7 separate regions of the Mus musculus genome follow, and all the other regions are linked to region 3. A link is a contact called in public promoter capture Hi-C data. All regions are on one chromosome and are shown on one strand. Each heading gives the region's core, a stretch centred on a gene start, on an enhancer-like site or on the middle of the called end of the contact. The rest is flanking DNA. Distances are from core to core; before and after follow the strand shown. Region 1 holds the start of Skap2 (src family associated phosphoprotein 2). Region 2 holds the start of Tra2a (transformer 2 alpha). Region 3 holds the start of 4921507P07Rik (RIKEN cDNA 4921507P07 gene). Region 4 holds the start of Gimap3 (GTPase, IMAP family member 3). Region 5 holds the start of Hoxa9 (homeobox A9). Region 6 holds the start of Igf2bp3 (insulin-like growth factor 2 mRNA binding protein 3). Region 7 holds the start of Malsu1 (mitochondrial assembly of ribosomal large subunit 1).

Evidence for each region. Promoter capture Hi-C pulls out the DNA fragments that hold promoters and counts their contacts.
Region 1: a contact with region 3 is called in a promoter capture Hi-C map of pre-B cells, with 5 times the contacts expected there. The contact joins the promoter of Skap2 here to the promoter of 4921507P07Rik in region 3. A contact is called at or near these places in 3 of 39 promoter capture datasets (hippocampal neurons, liver and pre-B cells) and 1 of 484 Hi-C or Micro-C datasets (B cells).
Region 2: a promoter capture Hi-C map of liver shows a contact between it and region 3, with 7 times the contacts expected there. The contact joins the promoter of Tra2a here to the promoter of 4921507P07Rik in region 3. A contact is called at or near these places in 6 of 39 promoter capture datasets (cranial neural crest, hippocampal neurons, liver and 2 more), 1 of 484 Hi-C or Micro-C datasets (B cells) and 2 of 9 other capture datasets (adipose tissue and liver).
Region 4: a promoter capture Hi-C map of hippocampal neurons shows a contact between it and region 3, with 2.8 times the contacts expected there. The contact joins the promoter of Gimap3 here to the promoter of 4921507P07Rik in region 3. A contact is called at or near these places in 2 of 39 promoter capture datasets (hippocampal neurons and pre-B cells).
Region 5: a contact with region 3 is called in a promoter capture Hi-C map of pre-B cells, with 6 times the contacts expected there. The contact joins the promoter of Hoxa9 here to the promoter of 4921507P07Rik in region 3. A contact is called at or near these places in 3 of 39 promoter capture datasets (hippocampal neurons, liver and pre-B cells), 3 of 115 datasets of contacts at active chromatin or transcription factors (astrocytes, embryonic forebrain and embryonic limb bud) and 2 of 9 other capture datasets (adipose tissue and liver).
Region 6: a contact with region 3 is called in a promoter capture Hi-C map of pre-B cells, with 7 times the contacts expected there. The contact joins the promoter of Igf2bp3 here to the promoter of 4921507P07Rik in region 3. A contact is called at or near these places in 7 of 39 promoter capture datasets (cranial neural crest, frontonasal cranial neural crest, hippocampal neurons and 4 more) and 1 of 115 datasets of contacts at active chromatin or transcription factors (astrocytes).
Region 7: a promoter capture Hi-C map of pre-B cells shows a contact between it and region 3, with 10 times the contacts expected there. The contact joins the promoter of Malsu1 here to the promoter of 4921507P07Rik in region 3. A contact is called at or near these places in 2 of 39 promoter capture datasets (embryonic stem cells and pre-B cells) and 1 of 115 datasets of contacts at active chromatin or transcription factors (extraembryonic endoderm stem cells).

The regions. Positions count from the first base shown.
Region 1 is chr6:52,011,271-52,014,365 of GRCm38.p6, reverse strand. It overlaps Skap2 (src family associated phosphoprotein 2), which reads left to right and starts at 1,817. Exons shown (of 13, transcript NM_018773.2): 1 at 1,817-2,031. The coding sequence starts at 1,965.
Region 2 is chr6:49,262,218-49,265,328 of GRCm38.p6, reverse strand. Tra2a (transformer 2 alpha) reads left to right here and starts at 1,277. Exons shown (of 8, transcript NM_198102.2): 1 at 1,277-1,491. The coding sequence starts at 1,456.
Region 3 is chr6:50,595,178-50,598,154 of GRCm38.p6, reverse strand. It overlaps 4921507P07Rik (RIKEN cDNA 4921507P07 gene), which reads left to right and starts at 1,565. Exons shown (of 10, transcript NM_027564.3): 1 at 1,565-1,712; 2 at 2,202-2,357. The coding sequence starts at 2,224.
Region 4 is chr6:48,769,442-48,772,162 of GRCm38.p6, reverse strand. It overlaps Gimap3 (GTPase, IMAP family member 3), which reads left to right and starts at 1,312. Exons shown (of 5, transcript NM_031247.3): 1 at 1,312-1,521.
Region 5 is chr6:52,225,673-52,228,723 of GRCm38.p6, reverse strand. It overlaps Hoxa9 (homeobox A9), which reads left to right and starts at 1,354. Exons shown (of 2, transcript NM_010456.3): 1 at 1,354-3,051. The coding sequence starts at 2,620. Gm52902 (a long non-coding RNA gene) reads right to left here and starts at 1,220. Exons shown (of 2, transcript XR_003956434.1): 1 at 1-1,220.
Region 6 is chr6:49,213,498-49,216,266 of GRCm38.p6, reverse strand. Igf2bp3 (insulin-like growth factor 2 mRNA binding protein 3) reads left to right here and starts at 1,313. Exons shown (of 15, transcript NM_023670.3): 1 at 1,313-1,970. The coding sequence starts at 1,796.
Region 7 is chr6:49,072,402-49,075,182 of GRCm38.p6, reverse strand. Malsu1 (mitochondrial assembly of ribosomal large subunit 1) reads right to left here and starts at 1,388. Exons shown (of 4, transcript NM_029353.1): 1 at 1,080-1,388; 2 at 1-97. The coding sequence starts at 1,317.

The sequences.
Region 1 (3,095 bases), core at 568-3,067, 1.4 Mb before region 3:
AAAGCAGGTGGTGCTCTGTGAGTTCAAGGACAGCCTGGTCTAGTGAGTTCTAAGACAGAGAGACCCTGTCTTGAAAACAAAACAATAAATAGATAAATGGAGAAGAAGAGGAAGAGGAAGAGGGGGAGAGGGAGAAGAACAAGAAGAAGAAGGAGGAGGAGAAAGCTGCAGGGTACATGTGTTGGCATTTAGTCTAGGCTCCGCCTCACAGTTAGCTGGCAACAGTCAGGTGTGCCTGACTCACTATAAAAGGGGCTGCTTGCCCCCCTTCTCTCTCCCTCTCTCTCTTGCTCCCTTCTCTTCTATTGCTCCTGCTCCTTACCCTCTCTCTCCATGCCCCTCCCTGTGCTCTCCACATGCTTATTGCCTGCCTCTCCTCCCCTCCCCTCCCCTCCCCTCTCCTCTCCTCTCCTCTCCTCTCCTCTCCTCTCCTCTCCTTTCCTCTCCTGTCTTCTCCCCTCCTCTCCCCCTCTCTCTGCTTTTCTCTGTCTCCACTCAATTCCCCTCCCCATGCCCAAAATATTCTATACTATACTTTCCTGTGCTGGTATCTCAGCATGTCTCACAGAGACACCCCCTTCCCCCACACCATACTGTGCCTCCTACAAACATACTCCTGATTGGAGCTTTGACACAACATTCTGAGCACAACTTAGGAGAAATAAGAACAAACAAACCACTGTTTGTTTCTACCAATGTAGGTAGGTGATATTCAGATGTCATTTTGAAAATGATGTGCCTGGCAAAGGAAAGTGGAAGGTGCAACTTGATGTGTATCATTAGCCACCTTTCCAAGCATATTTTTAACTAAATACACACTTTACATTCAAAATGTTTTCCCTTGTCAGTTCCTCTCTGAAGACTCGTATCATCCTCTTTTGTATTTAAGTAGCTCTGGTAGCGTCATCTACATGACAAATATGTCTACACAGTAGGTTTTAATGGATTGTAAAGGTTGATGGCACTTGAATGTAATTATCATTTCTACACACACACACACACACACACACCACCCATTTTAAAGACTAAAGGACCCAGAACTTTTTGGATTTTAAGTGTAAACGTGTAATATTGAAAGACTCAACCTTTGCTGACTAGATTGAAGTAAATTTTATATTTTCCCTGTTCTAACCACTATTTGCAATTAAAAAATACTTAGAGCGGGCAACGGTACAGGTGGCTTTCTGGCACATTTCAGGTGCCTGACCCTAAAAGGATATTATCTAGAACTAATTCCGTCAGAGCGAGAGAAATCAACCACACCAAGAATAAGTAGGAAAGTAATGTCAGCGCCAATCAGAACGCTCCGCCGTTTTAGGACTAAGACTCTCAGGAAGGATTGGCGGAAAATGGGACTCCGTTACCTTCATCTAGTGGGACAAAGAAAGCCATGCTAGTTGGGGGGTAATGGTAGAAACTTCTTGGTGGGTTACCAGACGGGGGTTTAAACCTTGGTGGAAAAGACCAGTATTTAGATGACCCCTTAAAGGGAAAGTGCGTAAGCCTTGCGGAGGCTTTATTTTCCGGAATCCTGGAGAAAGAGAGGTGTGGCTGACATACCAGTAACGAAAATGGCGCGGACGAGCTTCAAGGGCCGGTCAGGTGACACAGCTCCAATTCGCTCCCTTCCTTCGGAGGCCTCGCCTCCTGCTCGCTTCCGCGTATGGGCGTGGCCTTCCCGGCTGTGTGTGGGCGTGGTCTACCCGGAGGCGCTTTCTTCGGACAGTCAGAAAGCAAGGTCTACGCAAGCGCAGTCAGGTTTTAAGGCCGGTCTCCCCGCCCCTTCACCCATAGCCCCGCCCAATTCTCCCGGGCGGGGAGGGGGCAGGGCCCGGCGTCCAGCGACCGCTGGCTGGAGAGCTAGTGACTTCCTTGTTGGCAGTCTCGGACGGGCCGTGTCCGGAGTCGTAGCCTCTCGGTGCTTACTCGGACCGCTATTGCGAGTCTAGGTCCAAGCCATTATCATGCCCAACCCCAGCTGTACCTCTTCTCCCGGCCCTCTCCCTGAGGAAATTAGGAACCTGTTGGCAGGTAAAGAGCGGGAAGGGGGCGGTGACGCTAGGGGCGGGGGCGCGGGGACGGCGAGCCGACAGGGACAGAAGCGCTTAGCCCTCACCCTATGCGGACGGTGGGGGGCGGGCCGTATAGGGGGACTGGGATGTCGGGACTAGAAGGGAGTGGGCGTGTATGCTGAAATGTGCTGATCCTCCCTGGACAGCCGGACAGTTATGCGTTTCATGAAGACCGGAATGTGAGGGCGGGAGATGGACAGCAAATGTTGATGAATGCATGTTTGAGAACTGCGAAAGCAGAAGTCCAAGCACTAGGTCCTGCCTGGGTGGCCTGGCCAGTAAGGATGCAGGTGCATCTGCAGGGCCGCAGGTGTTGGGAGTTAGGAGGCCAAAAGGCACTATTTCCAACCCCACCCCCATTTTCTTGAACAGTCAGGCCAAACATGTTTATAGTTTTGAAGGGTGCCCGATTTTCAAATAGCCACTATTTCTAAAGCCTCAGTAACTATTAAAAGTGAAAAAGGAAGGCTGTGTTAAAACTCCTACTTCCTGTATCATGTGATCAAGGAACTTCATCTTTGCAACCTCATCTTCCCCTTTTTGGTTTTACATTCCCATTTATAGGAACTTACTTGTAGGAGTTGAAATGCGGTTCCTCAGTTCCTCAGTTAGGTCAGTAATGTCTGGAGGTGTGTAGTTCCACTAAGCATCAAGAAAAGCTCGATAGTTCTGCACAAAATAAAAAATACATCTTTTTAGAGTATCACAAGTCTCACCTATCCTGATGGTCTTAGATACCACCATATACTTTGTCTTGTAGATGCTAACATCTGGAAATGGAATAATTTTAGTTTGGTTGTCTCTAAAACATTCCTTTCAATATAGATCATGGATTAAAAAGTTTCGCTTAGATGCCTGTGCTGTTAACTGTGTGTTTTAATCGTTAAAAACAATGTCCTCTAAAAGGTACATTTGAACTAGTAAGTTACAGTTGCAACAGTATGAGACCAAGCATCATAGAATACCTTGTTAAGCTGTTGGGTTGTTTGCATTATGTGTGGATGGAGACTTGTGTTTGTATGA
Region 2 (3,111 bases), core at 28-2,527, 1.3 Mb after region 3:
AGGTCCTGAGTTCAAATCCCAGCAACCACATGGTGGTTCACAGCCATCCATAATGAGATCTAACACCCTCTTCTGGTGTGTCTGAAGACAGCTACAGTGTACTTACATATAATAAATCTTTTTTTTTTTAAAGAGTTTGATAACTAGCTCTCTGACATTTCTGATAGGCTCTCTTTTTATATCTCAGGTTGGCTGGAACTTCCAACAGTCCTTCCTTCTAGACGCCTAAGTGGTGGGATCACAGGCACAGATCACCACACCCAGCTATTTCAGGTCTTTGTGAATTCATTATTTGTGCTGGTGTTCCTTATTTTTCTAGAGCAAGAAGTATGGATACTAATGTTGCCAAACAATATATTCCCCCAATTTATTTTTATTTATTTACATGTTCTACAGTGTTGAGGACTAAACCCAGAGCCTAGTACATGCTAGGTGTGCTGGATAATTTTCTATCAACTTGGCACAGATAAGGTCACCTGAGAGGAGGGAACTTCAATTAAAATGCCCCCCGCTGTGGTGGGAGCTCATGCCTTTATTCCCAGAACTTGGGAGGCAGAGGCAGGCAGATTTCTGTGAGTTCCAGGCCAGCCTGGTCTACAGAGGGAGTTCCAGGACAGCCAGGGTTACACAGAAACCCTGTCTTGAGGTTTGGAAGCAGAGAAGAGTGAGAAACTCATGGCTTTTCAGTATAACCCCATCTGTGTATATATTGTTATTTCAACGTTTAAAAGGGCAGATACTAGCCGGGCGTGGTGGCTCACGCCTTTAATCCCAGCACTCGGAAGGCAGAGGCAGGCAGATTTCTGAGTTCGAGGCCAGCCTGGCCTACAAAGTGAGTTCCAGGACAGCCAAGGCTATACAGAGAAACCCTGTCTCTGTAAAAAAACCAAACCAAAAAAAAAAAAAGGGGGGGGGGCAGATACTGGGGATAAGGAAAACTCAGCTGGAAAAGTCGGTTTGTTTGTTGGGTTTTTGTTTGCTTGTTTTTGGTTGGTTTGTTTTGCTATGCAAGAAAGACCTGAGTTCCATACCTAAAGAGAACAAAACCAAAAAAACTCAAGAACAAAACCCCACAGGCAAAGCCAGGCGATGACACACGCCTTTAATTCCAGCACCCGGAGGACAAACCGACCCAACGCCAAACAGCAAGCTCTTGAAACCCGCCAATCTCCCGCGCTAGGCCAGGCGGACACAAAGCCTCCCGGGGCGGAGGCGGGGTTCGCGACGACGTCATCACAGGTCCGCCCCTTGACGTCAGGCGCCGGGGACACCAGGAGGTTTCTGGCGGCACGGGCGCCATTTTGCCTGAACGTGCGAGCTGGTGGGAGTGGAACGCACTGGCCGTTGTAGCCGTCGCCTTCTTCCTCCCCACAGTCCGAACAGCGCGGTGACTAGGCCGTCGGCCCTCGAGCCGAGACATATCTCTTATTTAGTTCTCGGGAGCGCCTGGCCGACATGAGTGATGTAGAGGAGAACAACTTCGAGGGCAGAGTGAGTACAAAGCCGCGGGAGCCGTCTTCGGCGGCGGCCCGATGCTCCGGGGCTCGGGGACGAGCGCGGTCGGTCGGGCGAGGTGGCGGGGCCCTCAGGAGCAGCCTTGAGGGCCACCGCGAGCGCGTCACGTCCCAAGATGGCTTCGGGGTCCCCCTGCGTGCCCAGATGCCCCACTAGCCCGCAGCGCTCCTTTCTGGCGGCTGACTGGTACCTGGCCTGGTCCTATCCTCTCCTGTCGCTCCCTTTCCTCTCAGCTTCCCATCTCTGCTCCGAGGTGCGGGTCCCCGGCGCGGTGGGGCAGGAGGCGGCGGGGCGCTCCCTCCGGCCGGATAGTGGTAGGTGCTTCCTGCGGTGGCATCTCGGGCCACCACCACCCCTCCTCCGGCCATCGCAGCGGGGTCTCGGGGTCAGAAGTGCGCGGGGCTGCTGTCCGGGCGGGGAATCGCTGGCGCGGGACTAGCTGGGGCCTGTTGTCTCCTTGGCTCTCTGTTGCAGTGAGCGGCCGCGTCTCCGTCGGAACCGGCGGCGTCGCGTCTGTAAAGGCGAAAGCCTTGAGGTTGAAGGTGGGACGAGCCCAGTGAAGTGGTTAGTCAACGACCGCAGCGACCCTTAAGAGTCCTTAAGACGAGAGCGAGCGGGGAAGGGAAAACTACGCAAGAGCCTTTCCCCTTAATGTCCTCTTTCCTTTCGCTTCTAAATGAATGTGGAAATGCAGTGACGCCTGTTTTCCTAACAGCTAGATGTTGGGTTCTTTATGTCTCAACTTCCAAAGCTTTCCTTCCTGTGACCATTCCTCTGAAAACTCCTTTACAGATCTTTATGGCTAAACTGCCAAGACATCTTACTTTAAACCTTACGTAACTGAACAAATTTCTTGCCTCAGTTTTCAAAAAAGAAAAGAAAAAAGCTAATCATTGTTAACTCAAAAGATTATACCTGAAATTTACAGACCCTCCCCCGTTTTTCTCACCCATTCCCCGGAAAAGGGACTCAAGACTTTGGTTATCTGAGGTCTTGTGAGTATAAACCGTATATTCACAAAGCTTGAGTATATTATTAGAACGTTACCGGTTTTTGAGTTTTATTCCGAAGTTACCCTAGTATTGGAAATTAATGGAAGTGAGTCCTGGTAAAACCATGGAAGGAAAAAAAAGGGAAACAAAAGTCCCATGGTACTCGAGGGCTGGCAGTTGTGTTGGTATTCTAGTGGAGGAGGGGCGGGTGGAAAAAAGCCGCTGGAGGGCTTTGCTGAAGGAAAGAATTTGTCCCTTTTGGAAGCTCGGGATTTAGACACCTGTACTCTGTCAGTCAAGTCATATACGGTCAGTTAGGGTTTTGATCTTGAGAAAAGAGGGTGCATTTTGTTTGTTTATTTTTTTATTTAATGCACTAGGACAAGGTCATAACTACATTTAACTTTGATTGGATTATTTGAATGAAATTTGCACACAACGATTGAGTTGAACCTGCTTACTATTTTTAGGATTGTTTTATTGTACTAACAACTTTTAAAGACTATGAAGTAAATATTTCACGTAGTTGTATTACTTGTGAAACTAAGTAATTAGGAAAAGACGGTTGGGGTTTGGGTGTGTTGTTTTGTTGTTATTGTTCCTG
Region 3 (2,977 bases), core at 316-2,815:
CGAGGGGTAAAGGAATGCTGTCCTTCAAACCTGATAGCATTGGTTCAGACAGTGGGGCAGAGCCGCGCAGCTGGAAAGGGACCTTTGTGATCTGGGAAAAGAAACTTGTGCTATCAGAAGTTGGTGTATTTCTACAAACGTCACAGCTGTCTGGGGACACTTAATTGTCTCTTTTCCATAGTCCCAGAGTGGGCTTTTATCATTTCAAGGATATTAGCCTCTGCTTCCTTCAAGGGCAGGACCCTTCTGCACAGGAGAAATGTTGGTTGTTAATCAAAAGGGGGTGTGCATTTCAGTGATGTGGAGGCTAGACTATGCTGCTTTTCGTCTGTTCCCAAGGCTGGAATTTGCCCCCCTCCCCCCGCCCGAGAGTCATCAGGGGGAGGGAGTGTTAACTGTTCTGGCTCCTCGAAGAGTCAGGAGAGTGTAAGATCTGATATGCAGGTTTCCCTTGTCTCTTAATTGGAAATAATAAATTCAAAAGACCTTTGTAAACCAAGCAGTTTTTAATATTCAATTCTGCAGAAAGCAACATAAGCACTGAGAAAAGCCAAACACTGCTGCTGTACTGATTTGAAGAAAGATGATGGCTTTTCCCCTGATACCATGAAAGTCCAGCTCCCTTCCTGTAGGCCAGGGCTTGCACCCTTCCCAAATTCTTCATCCTGTTGGTTTATGGCAAGAGCTTTATCCATAATTTAGGACTTGAGAGTGTCCCTTTCTCTGATATAGTGTTCAATAGGCTACCAGTAGATCTCCAACTCTTCTGAGCTGTGAGAAGCTGGGTGAACCACCAGCTAGTAGAAAAGATACCTCCTTGCCTTGGGCTTTTCTGTAACTCTGACGAACTTAAGAGCACATCACACTGCAAACTGTAACAATCTGTTTTTTTTTGTTGTTGTTGTTTTTTGTTTTTTTTTTTTTACACAAAGATCTTCTCTCTCTCCTTCCCAGGACCAGAGCTTTTGTTTCCCTCACACCTTGAGAAAGCATGCTCACCCACCCAACTTAGGGCAACTGTAGATCAGATAGTCTGCCAAGCCAGCGCCGCCAGAGGGCGCCTGAGGTCAGCCTATGGCGGGGCGTGAGGCAGCGGAGCCGGAGCGGGGCCTAGGACTGGACTGGTGCCCTCAGGAGGTGGGGCGAGGGAGGGAAGAGGTGGGACTTGGGTAGAAGGGCGGGACCAGGCCTGAAGGAAAAAGGCCCCAGGGACCGCGAAGAGAGGCGGGTGGGCGGGGCCTGAGAAGGGGGCGGGGCGCAGGGGCGGGGCCGAGTCTGTAGTTGAGCGCCTCTGGCACATGCAGGAGTTTAAAGGCGCTAAGACTCCGGGGCCAGGCATGAGGTTGAAGCGGAAACGCGGCGGTTCCACCTTTCCCCTAGCCACAAAGCCCTCTTTCCTCACTTCCGGCTTCTCTTCCAATTCTGGTGGTCTAAGATCCTCTGAAGGGCTCCCCGCCACACGTCGGCCAGCGCCCCACCCTCAGGATGTGTTACCTAGTGCGCGGTCACCGCCGCCGTCACAGGCAGCCTCAACCCCGCCCCGGCCTGCCCGCAGCCCTCTGGCCTTCTTCCCCCGCACCTGCCCGCACGCTCCCGGGGCCCGCAGGTGCGGAAGACCACGAAATTCCACGCCCCGCGGAGAGGAGACCCACCAGATCCCGAGACAAGAAAGGGAGACGCGGTCGGGCAGCGCTCCGGGGCAGATGTGTCAGGTGCGTGCGACCCCTGGCTGCACGGCTTCTAGGGACCGGAGTCCTCCGAAGGGACGGGCTTCTCTCCAGCGCTCTGGGGAACCCAATGTCCCCCATGAGGACAGAGGTGCGCACCACCCAGTTTAACTGCCTGAGAAACAGAATTGCAGAGCCTTGAGAGGAAGGGCTCTTGACCTGTTAATGACGAGTCTCCCTGCTTAGAAAGGCCCCCGCGCTAGAAGTTACCTGATTGTTCTTGAATATTGTTACATTTGAGGTGAGACATGAATTGTTTCACAATGTGTTCATCTTCCACTCTGCAGGTTTGCTTCAGTTTATCTCCACAGGTTTGACAGCATCCACAGACCCTCACAGCCAGTAAGAAAATAAGCCTCTGGTTTTTGTGCATCGATGAGTTGAATTTTGCCAGCAGAAACTGTTTCCTGTCCGGTCTAACCAAGGCAGTTTACAAGTCCAAATTTTCATTTTTATCTATTTACTTATCTCCAGACTAACATTTTAGGCAAGAAGCATGGAGGTAATTCACGGCAGGCCCCACTGCTGCAGGAACCTTGAAGGAGCTGACATTCTGTCAAACACCTTTTACTCTAACGGACTGCACACCCCGTACGAAACAACTATTCGGCCAACTGCTTCACAAGCCAGGTAAAACAAAAGTTAGAAAAACGCAGGAGAAAGATGTCGTTGCATTCGTGACTTTTTCTATAACACACACACACGTGAGCACTCCCATATATCACATGAAGGAGAAGGCAAAGCATGAGTAAACTACATGGTTAATCTGTTAAAACTGGAAAAGGGCTGTAGGCTATAACAAGGGAGGCATATTCTTCCACTGCATTCTACAAGTGTGTGTGTGTGTGTGTGTGTGTGTTTTGCTAGGGACTGAGTCCAGACCATGCCTGCAAGGCAAACACTACCACCAACCTACCTTTCCAGCCCTGTTCTAGAACCCTAGGATGGCCCCTTCCTTCACTTGGAGAGTGTTTTAATAGAGCACTACGGTACTAACAGCCTGCCCACCAACACCTTCTGCCAAGAAAGAATCCCAGAGTTGGTGGCAAACATGATGCTGTGTTTTGTTGTAGACCTTTCGCTCCTCATGACAGCCATGAATAGAGTAGAACTGTTACCCTCTTTCACCTGTGATATATGTAGGGTACAGACACATATTTCGCCAAACTCTGTCTCAGCTACACCCCCAACCCTGTGATTTACTTGATTTTTAGAGGAAGAATAAGGCTCTGTTTCTAAGTACCTTGTGT
Region 4 (2,721 bases), core at 63-2,562, 1.8 Mb after region 3:
GAGCCTCAGGCTCTTGTTCTCATTGGCTGCAGTCTGGCTTCCTTTCCTGCTGACCGTCCCTTCACAGCAGGATGCACCTTCCCTTTGGAGGCGTGGACCAGAAAGCTGCAGTGAGAAAAGGTTCCAAACAATCCCTGAGTTCTGTGAGGAAGAAATCACACTGCAGGAGCTGAGGTGGATTCAGGAACCCACAAGAGCATACATGTCAATTAAAACAACAAAACAAAACAACAGCCAGGCAGTGGTGGCTCACACCTTTAATCCCAGCACTTGGGAGGCAGAGGCAGGCAGATAGTTCTGAGTTCAAGGCCAGCCTGGTCTACAGACCGGGACAGCCAGGGCTACACAGAGAAACCCTGTCTCGAAAAAAACCAACAAACAAAACAAAACAAAAAGCTAAGGATATGAACATGCAGGTTATAGGAACAACATCTATATTCATTTCACCCAAATAGATCCCATATCCCACTCTCCTCCTTGAACATTCTTTTGTTTAAAAAAAAAAAAAAATCACCCAAACTTGGGATTGGAGGGATGGCTCAGTAGTTAAGGAGCCTTACAAGTGTTAATAGTTCCAGATCCAGGGGATCCAGCAGCCTCTCCTGGCTTCTGCAAGCACCAGGCATGTGCAGAGGGCACTTGCATACATGTAGGCAAAACACTCATACGCGGAAAAGAACAGCAAGTGAATAAAAAAGTGATCTGAACTCAAACACACGGCTAAGTGGAACTCCTCCAGGGAGGAGACCTGGCTCACTCCGGATCCTGAGTCCTGCAGGGCAGCAGGCAGAGGCACAGGGACTTGGGATTCCACTAAGTGCTGTTGCTTTGCCTAAACCATACTATAGACTGGGTAGCTAGCTTCATGGCTTCTGTGGAGACAAGGTCTGCCCAGGTGAGAAAACCTAAGCCTTGTTCTCCCATACTCTCCCTAGAAGCCAGGGTACCTTAGCCAGGCTCAAGCATGATAGCTATTGATCTGTCCAGTGGGCCCTGGAGAGAGCCACTTTAGGCTCAACTGCCACCTCAAATTCCATCTAAGAAGCTACCTCCGGATGGCAGAGGTAAACAGCAGAGCAGAAGAGATGCATGCTGTCTGCCTGGTGAGGAGGAGCAGAAGCTAGAGTCTTGGGTTGCCCATGCTTTTAGACTTCTAGATTCTCTTAGGCCCATAGAGAATACTTTGTACACAAACATCTCAGTGGTGTGGCCGATGAGGGTGGAGCAGGAAGCAGAACTTTTTTTTTTTTTTTAAATCAACCTTTTCCACTGGCTGCCTTCTTCAGTGGCCCTCAGAGCACCCCTTTTCAGAGAAACTCATGTACATCACCCTTTCCCACCCCTCAGGAGACACCGTCTTCCTCCCCCTGGAAGACAGATCTTGTGAGCTGGCCTTCACCTCTTGTAGCTCTTGTACTTTTACGAAAGACTACAAACCAATGTGAGAGGCTGCCTAGGCCTGGAAGGTAGCTCCACAGTGGCTATAGATCTTGAATGGAAAGATCCTCAGGAACTCACCAGGTAACAGGGATCTTGTGGTGTGTGTGTGTGTGTGTGTGTGTGTGTGTGTGTGTGTGTGTGGTGTTCTTCTATCCTGCTCACCCTTAAATCTACCAGTAACAATTAGTGTCAACCTGAAGGGAAAGACAACTGATCTTTTTTCATAGACTGTAGAGAAATTCCTGTTCCCCAGGGACTTTTAGTCTTGTCTGTGGAACATCAGTGAGTTTTCTCCCTCACAGAACAAGGCTAACACACCACTGAGGACTCAGGAGAGGTGGACTCTTAGACATTCTCCTTGCTTTCCAAGGGCGAAAGGGAGCAGACAAGCTTCTAAAGCAATTTCCCTAGAGCTGTCAGCCAGGCTTGTATTGAGTGTCTGGGAACCAGAGAGCAGCTGGAGGGGAACCAGTCTTTGGGACGGGGCATCAGACCGGGTTTTGTGAGCTGGGAAATTAGAGTTGTGGCAGGAAGATGGAACGTGGGCCCCATGGGTGATCTGAAGTTCATACACTACCCATCGTCCAGAAGGAACCCTAGCTGTCTGACTAGCATTCGCTTTATCCAGTCGGGGTCAGGACTCTATCAATGGATAAGAACAACCCCAGGCTCTTCCCCAGAGCCTTGGGTTCCTCGATGTTGGAGAGCAAAGGGACACCAGATGTCTTTTTCCATCACTGACTGTGGTCTGCACTCTCTGACTGGCTAAATTATCTATTGGCGTATCATCTCACTGAATCCAGTACTCACTGAGTGGCTGGACTGGCTATCTTATCTCCCCGTCCCCTGCAGGTTTAATTTTCTTTCTTTCCCATCACTTTTCTTTTTCTTGGTGAACATTCACAGTGCTGGGCAGGAGGGAATTTGTTTTGTTTTGTTTTGTTTTTCGAGACAGGGTTTCTCTGTGTAGCCCGGGCTGTCCTGGAACTCACTCTGTAGACCAGGCTGGCCTTCAACTCAGAAATCTGCCTGTCTCTGCCTCCCGAGTGCTGGGATTAAAGGTGTGCGTTCACTCAGGTTCATCTGTTCACAGAAAGCATTTGCTGTTTGTTTTGGATAAAGTAATACATTCTTTAAAGACCAGTCAAAGCAAACAGAATGAAGCTGCAGGCAGTAAAGCTTTTATTCCCGGAAAGGACCCCATGACCATTGCACACTGGTTTTCCCTCATAACAGCATGACACATTTTCCCCATTAGGACAGTTTGTTCTCAAGATGCTG
Region 5 (3,051 bases), core at 105-2,604, 1.6 Mb before region 3:
ACAGAACTCTGTTTCCCTTCCCGGCTCAGGCTGATGCCCGGGAATTGTTTTCGTTGCTCAGCCAACAACCTGTTATCTGAGTGACCAGTACTCCAGGCTCCCTCCAACTCTTCTCTGCCATTTTCTGCATCCGGGTACTGGGCTTATTTCAAAGACCAACGTTTTTGGAAGATTCTCAGTTGAGCATGAGGTGTTGTGTGGTTGCATCCATTTATTATTTCTAGATGTGTATACAACTCATCCAAAAGAAAGCAGAAATAAAAACCTGTATACTTTAGGATCATGTTTCTAGACTCACAAGGACAATATCTCCTTTTATGAATTTTCCCCCTTTTGGGCCACATGTAAACAGCTGCTTAATACTCAGTACCTAATTCTTTGTAATTTTTCTGTTTTGAGACTAAAGTTTTAAAAGTATTTTAAATTAATAAATATTAATGATATTAATGATGATGGTGATGATACATATCTTCTCTGAATACAAAAAATGAAAAAGTCAGCCAGGAATACTCTACCATTTACTATTACAATTAAGAGCAGAGTTATACTCCTGGGTTATTGCTTTAATGAAAACCTGAACCTCAGAGGACTACCGGATATTTAGAACACCTTGGGTTGTGTTGGGGGTGTGTGTGTCTTGGAGGAATTTGCAGGGAAAGGAAAAATATTAGGGGGAGGGGACTGAGGCAGTCAGGACAGGCCACATCCAGTTCCTGGCGCTGACCACTTTCTTCTTCCTGCCGACAAGCGAGGGGGTGTGGATCCCGGGAGCTTCCCAGCCCCTCTCTGGTGGAGAGCCTAATATTTGGGGGAATCTGTCAGAGCGTTGGAAAGTGTCTCCTTGAACTATTTCTGAGGAAGAAAGCAAAAACAAAGATGGAAATGTCTCGGGTCAGCATTTTTGTGGATAGTGAAGTAATGAGAAACATACTCTTGGAAGGCACAAAATTCACACGTGAATTTAATTACACAGTTTCTAAGAGCTGTTGCTTTGTGTTCCAGATTGGGATGGGGCCACCGCCCCTCCCATTAACAACAGTGGCTGTGGCCTTCTCACTTTTTTTCTCTTATTCCCAAAGATTCTAAGGGGTGAAAAATAACATCCTCCATTTGACCAAAGGATGAGATTAAAGTCAATGTCCAGTGTTCCTCCCGGGTTAATTTGTAGCACTGGACTTGAGCTGTAGTTTGACTATGGGATCTCTGTTGTTCTGTTTCAAGGATAACCAAGGCAGGGGCGCTGGAGATGGGGGCGGGGGGGAAAGAGAGGAAGGGAGGGAGGGGAGTAACAAAAGAAGGAAAAGGGGAATGGGAAGGAAGGGGAAAAAAAGTGGGGTGATAGAGGAATAGGAGGAAAAAACAGAAGAGGGAAGGATACCAGAGCGGTTCATACAGGGCCCAGAAACTAGGCGAGGTGACCCCTCAGCAAGACAAACACCTCTTGATGTTGACTGGCGATTTTCCCCATCTCCAGTCTGGGGAGCGGGACTAGGCATACAGATGATGGAGCTTAGAACCCGCTGGCTAGGGAATAAAATTCGCTGGGCAGTTTGTGCTCAAAGAAGTGGGCCAGGGCGCTTGTGACACAATCAGGGCGTTTGTGACACAAACCCTTGAGGGTTGGCAGTTCTCTCCTTGGCGGTTGCTCTGGTTGCTCTGTGGGGCCTTCCCTGTGGAGCAAGGGTGATCTGGCCGATGTGCAAGCGCCTGGCTGGCTTTCCAGTCTGACTAGGGTCGGTAGCCCATTTTAGGTGGTTGTATCATCGACGGTGCGTCGCGACAGGGGCGGTGGTCACTCTGTTTGAGGTGGAGAGAGCCTTGTATTTGACTTTTCTAGGCCGGCCCTGGGGGCGCGCGCGGGCGGGGGGCTCACATCTCTGAGGACTGCAAGGATTATTTACAGGGTATTCACCAACCAAACACAACAGTCTAATTTAACCTTTCCAAGTCCTCATAAATTTTTACAGGGAGCCACAGCGAGGCAAACGAATCTGTTGGTCGCTCCTGACTTTCCACCAGCCTGTGTGGCTTCCGAAACAATAACTCCTTATGAAATATCATAAATATAGATTTAAATACAGTAGAGTGAGAATGCGATTTGGCTGCTTTTTTATGGCTTCAATTATTGTCTAATTTTATGTGAGGGGCTCTGCTGGCCGTGCTCACACGCGGGACCCGCGCCTTCCTGATGGCGTGATTAATTGTGATATAAAATAGTCCGCTTAAGAAGTGTGTGTGTCTGGTATGTGTGTGTGTTGGGGGGGTGGCAAGGGAGAGTACAGAGGCAAGGCCAGATTTGATCTTTTAATCTTCGTTGGCCACAATTAAAACAAACCAGATCGTGGAGCTGCGCGATCCCTTTGCATAAAAACATATGGCTTTTGCTATAAAAATTATGACTGCAAAACACCGGGCCATTAATAGCGTGCGGAGTGATTTACGCGTTATTGTTCTGCCGGGCGGACACGTGACGCGCGTGGCCAATGGGGGCGCGGGCGCCGGCAACTTATTAGGTGACTGTACTTCACCCCCCCCTGGTGCCACCAAGTTGTTACATGAAATCTGCAGTTTCATAATTTCGGCGGGTCGGGCTGGGCCGGCCAGGCGCGGGCTACTGCAATGGCCACCACCGGGGCCCTGGGCAACTACTATGTGGACTCCTTCCTGCTGGGCGCCGACGCTGCTGATGAGCTGGGTGCGGGACGCTACGCTCCAGGGACCCTGGGTCAACCCCCAAGGCAGGCGGCAGCTCTGGCCGAACACCCCGACTTCAGTCCTTGCAGCTTCCAGTCCAAGGCGGCGGTGTTTGGTGCCTCGTGGAACCCAGTGCACGCGGCGGGCGCCAATGCGGTGCCTGCTGCAGTGTATCATCACCACCACCACCCCTACGTGCATCCCCAGGCGCCCGTGGCGGCGGCGGCGCCGGACGGCAGGTATATGCGCTCCTGGCTGGAACCCACGCCCGGTGCGCTCTCCTTCGCGGGCTTACCCTCCAGCCGGCCTTATGGCATTAAACCTGAACCGCTCTCGGCCAGAAGGGGTGACTGTCCC
Region 6 (2,769 bases), core at 64-2,563, 1.4 Mb after region 3:
AAGTTTTTTTTTTGAAAGAGAACACCATATCAAATTATCAATTGCTGAAGGCGTTTGTAGTATGAAGCACATATTTTCTCTATTCACATTTTTCAACTTGCGAGAGTAGCAAAACATTAGATTTCTGCCTGTATTTTCAGGCTATATAGAGCTTAATTTCAGTCATCCAAACCCGGCAATTTCTCTTTTCCATAAAATGCCTGTTAAAAATATATCACAAGTTATCTTTGAAGCCTTTGAGTAGAGCACACAACCATTAAGCCACAGTTGAAGGTTTTCACAAGGACAGGGGTACTGCCCTTTTTTCCCTATTCCTGTTCTCCGGCTCACATTTAGTAGGATCAGGAAGGCTCCACCGGGCCCAGACCCAACCCCCCAACCACCATTGTGCTCGTTACCTACAGGGAAAATTATGAATGGCTCTCACAGTCAAAGGAAGGCGGAAAGAGCCGAGGAATAGTTTCCCAGCGCGGCCGCCACCTTAGGCTGACGCTGAACAGGGTTCCCTTAGAGTCCCAAGTTCTTTAACAAAAATTATTTAAATAAAAGTATCAGTCCTCCCCCACACCCAGCCCTCCCCCTTCGAAAAACCACAGGAAGCGAGGGTTTCCCTTTAAGTACCGACTTTTCCCACTCGGCCACCCCCAGCCCCACAGCCTCCGCCCCGCGCCCCTCCCCCACGCGGCCAGCCCGCCCCCGGCCTCATTTATCCAGAGTCTTCTCGTAGCCGAGCAGCCAATGAACGGCGAGGCGGAGAGCCACCCGGAGCGCAGGCGGAGGAGGTGTCGCGTAGACACCCGCCCAGGACGTCGGCTCCCCTCCCCCACGCCGGCCCGGGCCGCCCCGCTTGCTCGGTCCCCGGGGCCCTCGAGGGGAGCGGCGCTCTGCCCCCGGGTTCTACTTTCCCCGGTCATCAGAGCCACCGACTGAGTTCGAGATTGTCATTCAGATTTCGTTGTTAAGTGACCCATTTTTTAAAAATCGAATGGTTACAAACTACGGTAACTGCAACCGCGGGACCCCCTAACCGCTTCCTCATCTTAAGGAAAAAGGATCGTTCGTCTGACCCTCCCGAGGCTCGGACCCTTTGGAAACTCGCCGTGCCCATCGCGCCTGGCGCCGGCTGCAGCGGCTGGACGCTCTCCACCCCCTCCCCGGCTCCGGCTCCGGCTCCAGCTCGGGGTCCCTCCTCGCCCAATCTCGCTTCCCCTCCCCCTCTCGCTTTTTTTTTTTTTTTTTTTTTTTCTCTTTCCTCCGAAACCCACTCTAATTGAGGCGCTGGGATTCCTCACGTGAGACGTTGATTTGTAGTTTGAACACGTGGCTCATTCAAAAAGCCGGACACTCGGAGCGGCTGCCCCCGCCCCGCTCCCCTCGCCGCTGCCAGTCACCCCTCGGGGTTTTTTTTTTTTACGGGGAGGCGGCGCCTGCCCCACGTAGTGTGATATTTTCACAGCCCGCTGGCCGCTGCCAAAGGGGTTGGGGAGGAAGAGACAAAAAGTAGTTTCCCCCCGCGCCTCCTCCTTTCTCTCGCTAATCCCGCCTCCTCCCCAGAGTTAGGAAGACTCGACGCTGGGCTCGTCGCTAGGCTTTTTCTTTCTCTCTTTTTTTTAATACCCAGAAGAGGAAAAAGGACCCTGGGATCTGGTTTTCGCCCGCCGCTCCCGTGCTTGGGTCACTGTGTGGGTTTGAAAGCCAAGAGGAGAGGAACAAAATCCACCGGCTCCATCCTCCGCCGTGGGTGCTTTTTTTAATTTAGCATTTTCCTCGGGTTTTAAAACGACCCCTTTTCACAATGAACAAATTGTACATCGGGAACCTCAGCGACCACGCCGGCCCCGCGGACCTGGAAAGTGTCTTCAAGGACGCTAAGATCCCGGTGGCGGGCCCCTTCCTGGTGAAGACGGGCTACGCGTTCGTGGACTGCCCGGACGAGGGCTGGGCCCTCAAGGCCATCGAGGCGCTTTCAGGTGGGGCCCGCGCGCGTGGTCGGGGCCTCCCCGTCTCCGCAGCTGCCATCCGGGACCCCGCTTGCGGGGCGGGTGGGGGTGGGGAGGGGGACGCGCTGTCAGTCGCGGGGCGCGGCGCGGCGCGTGCTGCAGGCCGGGCCAGGCGGGCCTTGGGGCCCAGCGTGGACGCCCGCCGGGCCCTCTGTCTGGTCGCTGTCCCCCAGCCGTAGAGAACAGAAAGTGGCCTGAGCCTACGCCCGGGGGGAGGCCGCGTCCAGGCGGTCCCGCTCCACGCCGCCGCGTCCACCTCGCGGGGTCGTTAGAGCGAAAGGGGCAGGTGGGCGGCGGCGGCCGGCTGTTGCCAGAACGGCAGCCCTGCCACGCGCGGCGCCGCAGTCCCGGCCCGTGCGCGCAGCCGCGGCCCGGGTGTCTGAGTGCGCTCTGCCTGGATGCCCGAGGGGAGAGCAGCTGTCCGTGCCTTTCGGTTTCCACCGTCCCCAGCTGGACTCGAGGCCGGCGCCTTGATGGGTCAGCGCGCGTGGACCAGCACCCCGGCCGCCCAATCTCCTCCTGGCACCCTGGCTCTTTAATCCCATCGCCCAGTGCTCCAGGCCAACCTGGATGTGGACCAGAAAGAAGGCCGCGCGCCCCCATGGCAGGCTGTTTGTTGGGGGTGTGTCTCTTGCAGACCTTGGGGTGCGGGGTGGCCCTTGGAGGGGGTCAGGAGGCGAAAATTGCAACCCAAGTGGTGAGCCTGACTCTTGCTCTCCCTCCCCAGCTTTCTGCAAGTTAAAAAGCCACACCCACCCGAAGGGTCAGC
Region 7 (2,781 bases), core at 139-2,638, 1.5 Mb after region 3:
ATTTCTGGAGGAACCTGGATCACACAAATGTCTCTTGCATTTTCTTGCCTCAGAAGTGAAACCAGCATATCGATGTCAAACTTGGCACCAATGTGATCTGAAAATGCAGAAACGCTTGTGTCAGATGGCTGAGGAGAATACAGACCTACATTTGTCTACAGAAGCAGACTGACACGAAGTCTCCTGGAGACAGTGGAACTGCTCCCCCTACAAGTGTATTTATATCTAAAATGCTTTGGTGAACACTAGGCAGGAGGATCCCAGGTTCAATGTTAGGCTGAGCAACTCAGAAAGACAAGGTCTAAAGATTTTTTATTTTTAAACTAAAAGACTGAAGGTGTGCTTCAGTGGTGGCATGTACGTGGCCCTGGGTCCAACCCCTAATACCATCTCCATTCAAGACAAACTAAACCAACCAACCAAAAACCAGCTTAAAACTGAACCCGGACAACAGTTCCCTAAAGCACTGCTCAGCTTTCCTAGGTAGAAGGTTCAGATTACGGACACTGGATACTGCGATTACCAAACGGAAGCAGAAGCAAATGTCTTTCTATTTACTAGTACTGAAAGGAACAACACTCCACAAATGCAGAGATGCTACACAACAACCAGCGGCATGATTTGAGGGAGAGGACAATATCCTAGGGCACACGTTAAATCGAATCGCAGATTAAAAAGGTTACTTAACTATACTGTATGGTAGGCGGGTTCTCAAGACAATACCTGGTCCACAGCCTTCAACAGATATGAAGAAACGAGGCTGCTAGGACTAGTGCTACTAAGACCAACCAGTCCACCTGCTACGACCCTGGGCAGATCGTGAGACGGGGTGGATCCTGGGCTGTGAAGCCAAGAGCCGGATGTTGCCCGCTCTATGACTGGAATTTTGACGACAACACGCTACCTTAGCCTCCCTCTAGGACTCTCGGGTACGCAAAGCAAAGTTGGTGCCGACCACCTCCCAAATCCCTTCCAGCTCTGCGTCTGCGCGAATGGCTATTTCTCTTGCCCCCGAAGCGCACAGGAAAGCCCAGGGCCGCCTGGGTCAGGCCGGGCCACCAGGTGTCCTGCCCGCGTACCTGCGGGTCCGGGCTGCAGGCGAGCGTCGCCAGCGGTCCGCTCCTCGGGCTGAGGCCCATGGTGCAGGCCGCGCGTTAGGCTCGGGGTCAGGCAGGTCGCGGGCCTCGCGGGAAGCCATCGCTCTGCCAGCCGCGGAAGCCAGGGAACCGAAGCCATTGCGGGGCCGGCTCTCTGGAAGACCGCCCTGCGCCACAGCAGCGGCCATAAACGCCGCGCGGGCGACCAGCCCGGACCCATAGCTCTCGCCGCGACTTCTCTGGGGGGAGGTGGTGGAGCTTCCGGGCGGCTCCGGGATTCTACGTCACGAAGTGGGCGGGTCTGTAACCGGAAACGGTGATTTAGACGGATTGCCTGGGGAGTAGTTTAAGGAATGAGGAGGACCGTGTGGATGGTGGTGGCTTACGCTTTTACTTTCCGCACTTGGTAGGCCGAGGCAGATCTCTGAATTCAAGGCCAGCCTATTCTACAAAGTGAGTTCCAGGACACCCAGGGATACACAGACAAACCTTGTCTCTCTTTTTTAAAAAAAAGAAAGGAAAGGAAGGAAAAGGAAAAAAAAAAGTGAGCCCAGATAATCTTTATGGGGCTGGAGAAGATGGCTCTATGGTTAAGAGCACTATCTGCTCTTTCAGAGGTCCTGAGAATTGATTCCCAGCAACCACATGGTGGCTCACAACCACCTATAATAGGATCTGATGCCCTCTTCTGTCTTGTAGGCATACATAAATAAATACATCTTAAAAGGAATTAAAGGGTTCCTACCTCTCTCTCTCTCTTTCCTCTTCTTCTTTCTCCTTTCCTTTTCTCCTTCCCTCCCACTTTCTCCAGCCCCTTCAAACCCTCTCTAGCTCTCTCCTTTCTGTTTTTCCTCTCCCCCAAATATGCAGAAATTAACCCTGTCAGATAGGAATTAAGTATTTTTAGCCATTTCCCACTGTCCAAAAAACAAAAAAGCAAACAAACAAAAAACCCTAAATTCAAGAACTAGAAAGATGGCTGAGCAGTCAAAAGTACAGACTGAATTTAATTTCAATGGTATTAAATGCCCTCTTCAGATGAAGTGCACAAACATATTGTACAGACATATAAGTAGGCAAAACACCTGAACACATAAAATTAAAAACACAAAACAAAAATGAATCATACAAAAAAGAAGAAAAAAGTTTGAATGGCGGCATCAGGTATGGTTGATTGCTTTCAAATGAAAGATATGGGTCATTAAATGAAAATCTCAGTGCTGGGTTTGGGATACTATCATCCCTACATTATTGGTCAGGGCAGCTATGGGCCCACCTAAAAACAAGTGAGGCTATTTTGGTTGTCTCCCACAACTAGATGGTAAGACCATACATATTGGTGAAGACAACACTCCTTGTTTTCAAGCTGAAACTAATCTAAAACCTTCTTACCTGCTGCCCAGCTTTCATGGAGTCAGGAGGTGGCATGCAGGTCACTGGGGGAGAAAAGCCATCAGTGGACTTACCCTGAGTGATAATTCCAATGCCAGGCCAGATGCGCCCACTGAGTCAATAGTGCATGAGTTATGGGGTTAGCCAGCCAACCACCTTCTGATTAGATCTGAGCCCTGCCTCACAGGAGGGAATCCATGCCTAGCACTGTAACTCCGGTCAAAACAAAAAACCATGAACACCTATGCGCATAAAGATAGCACTAATTAAACTCAGTGGGCTATACAGAGAA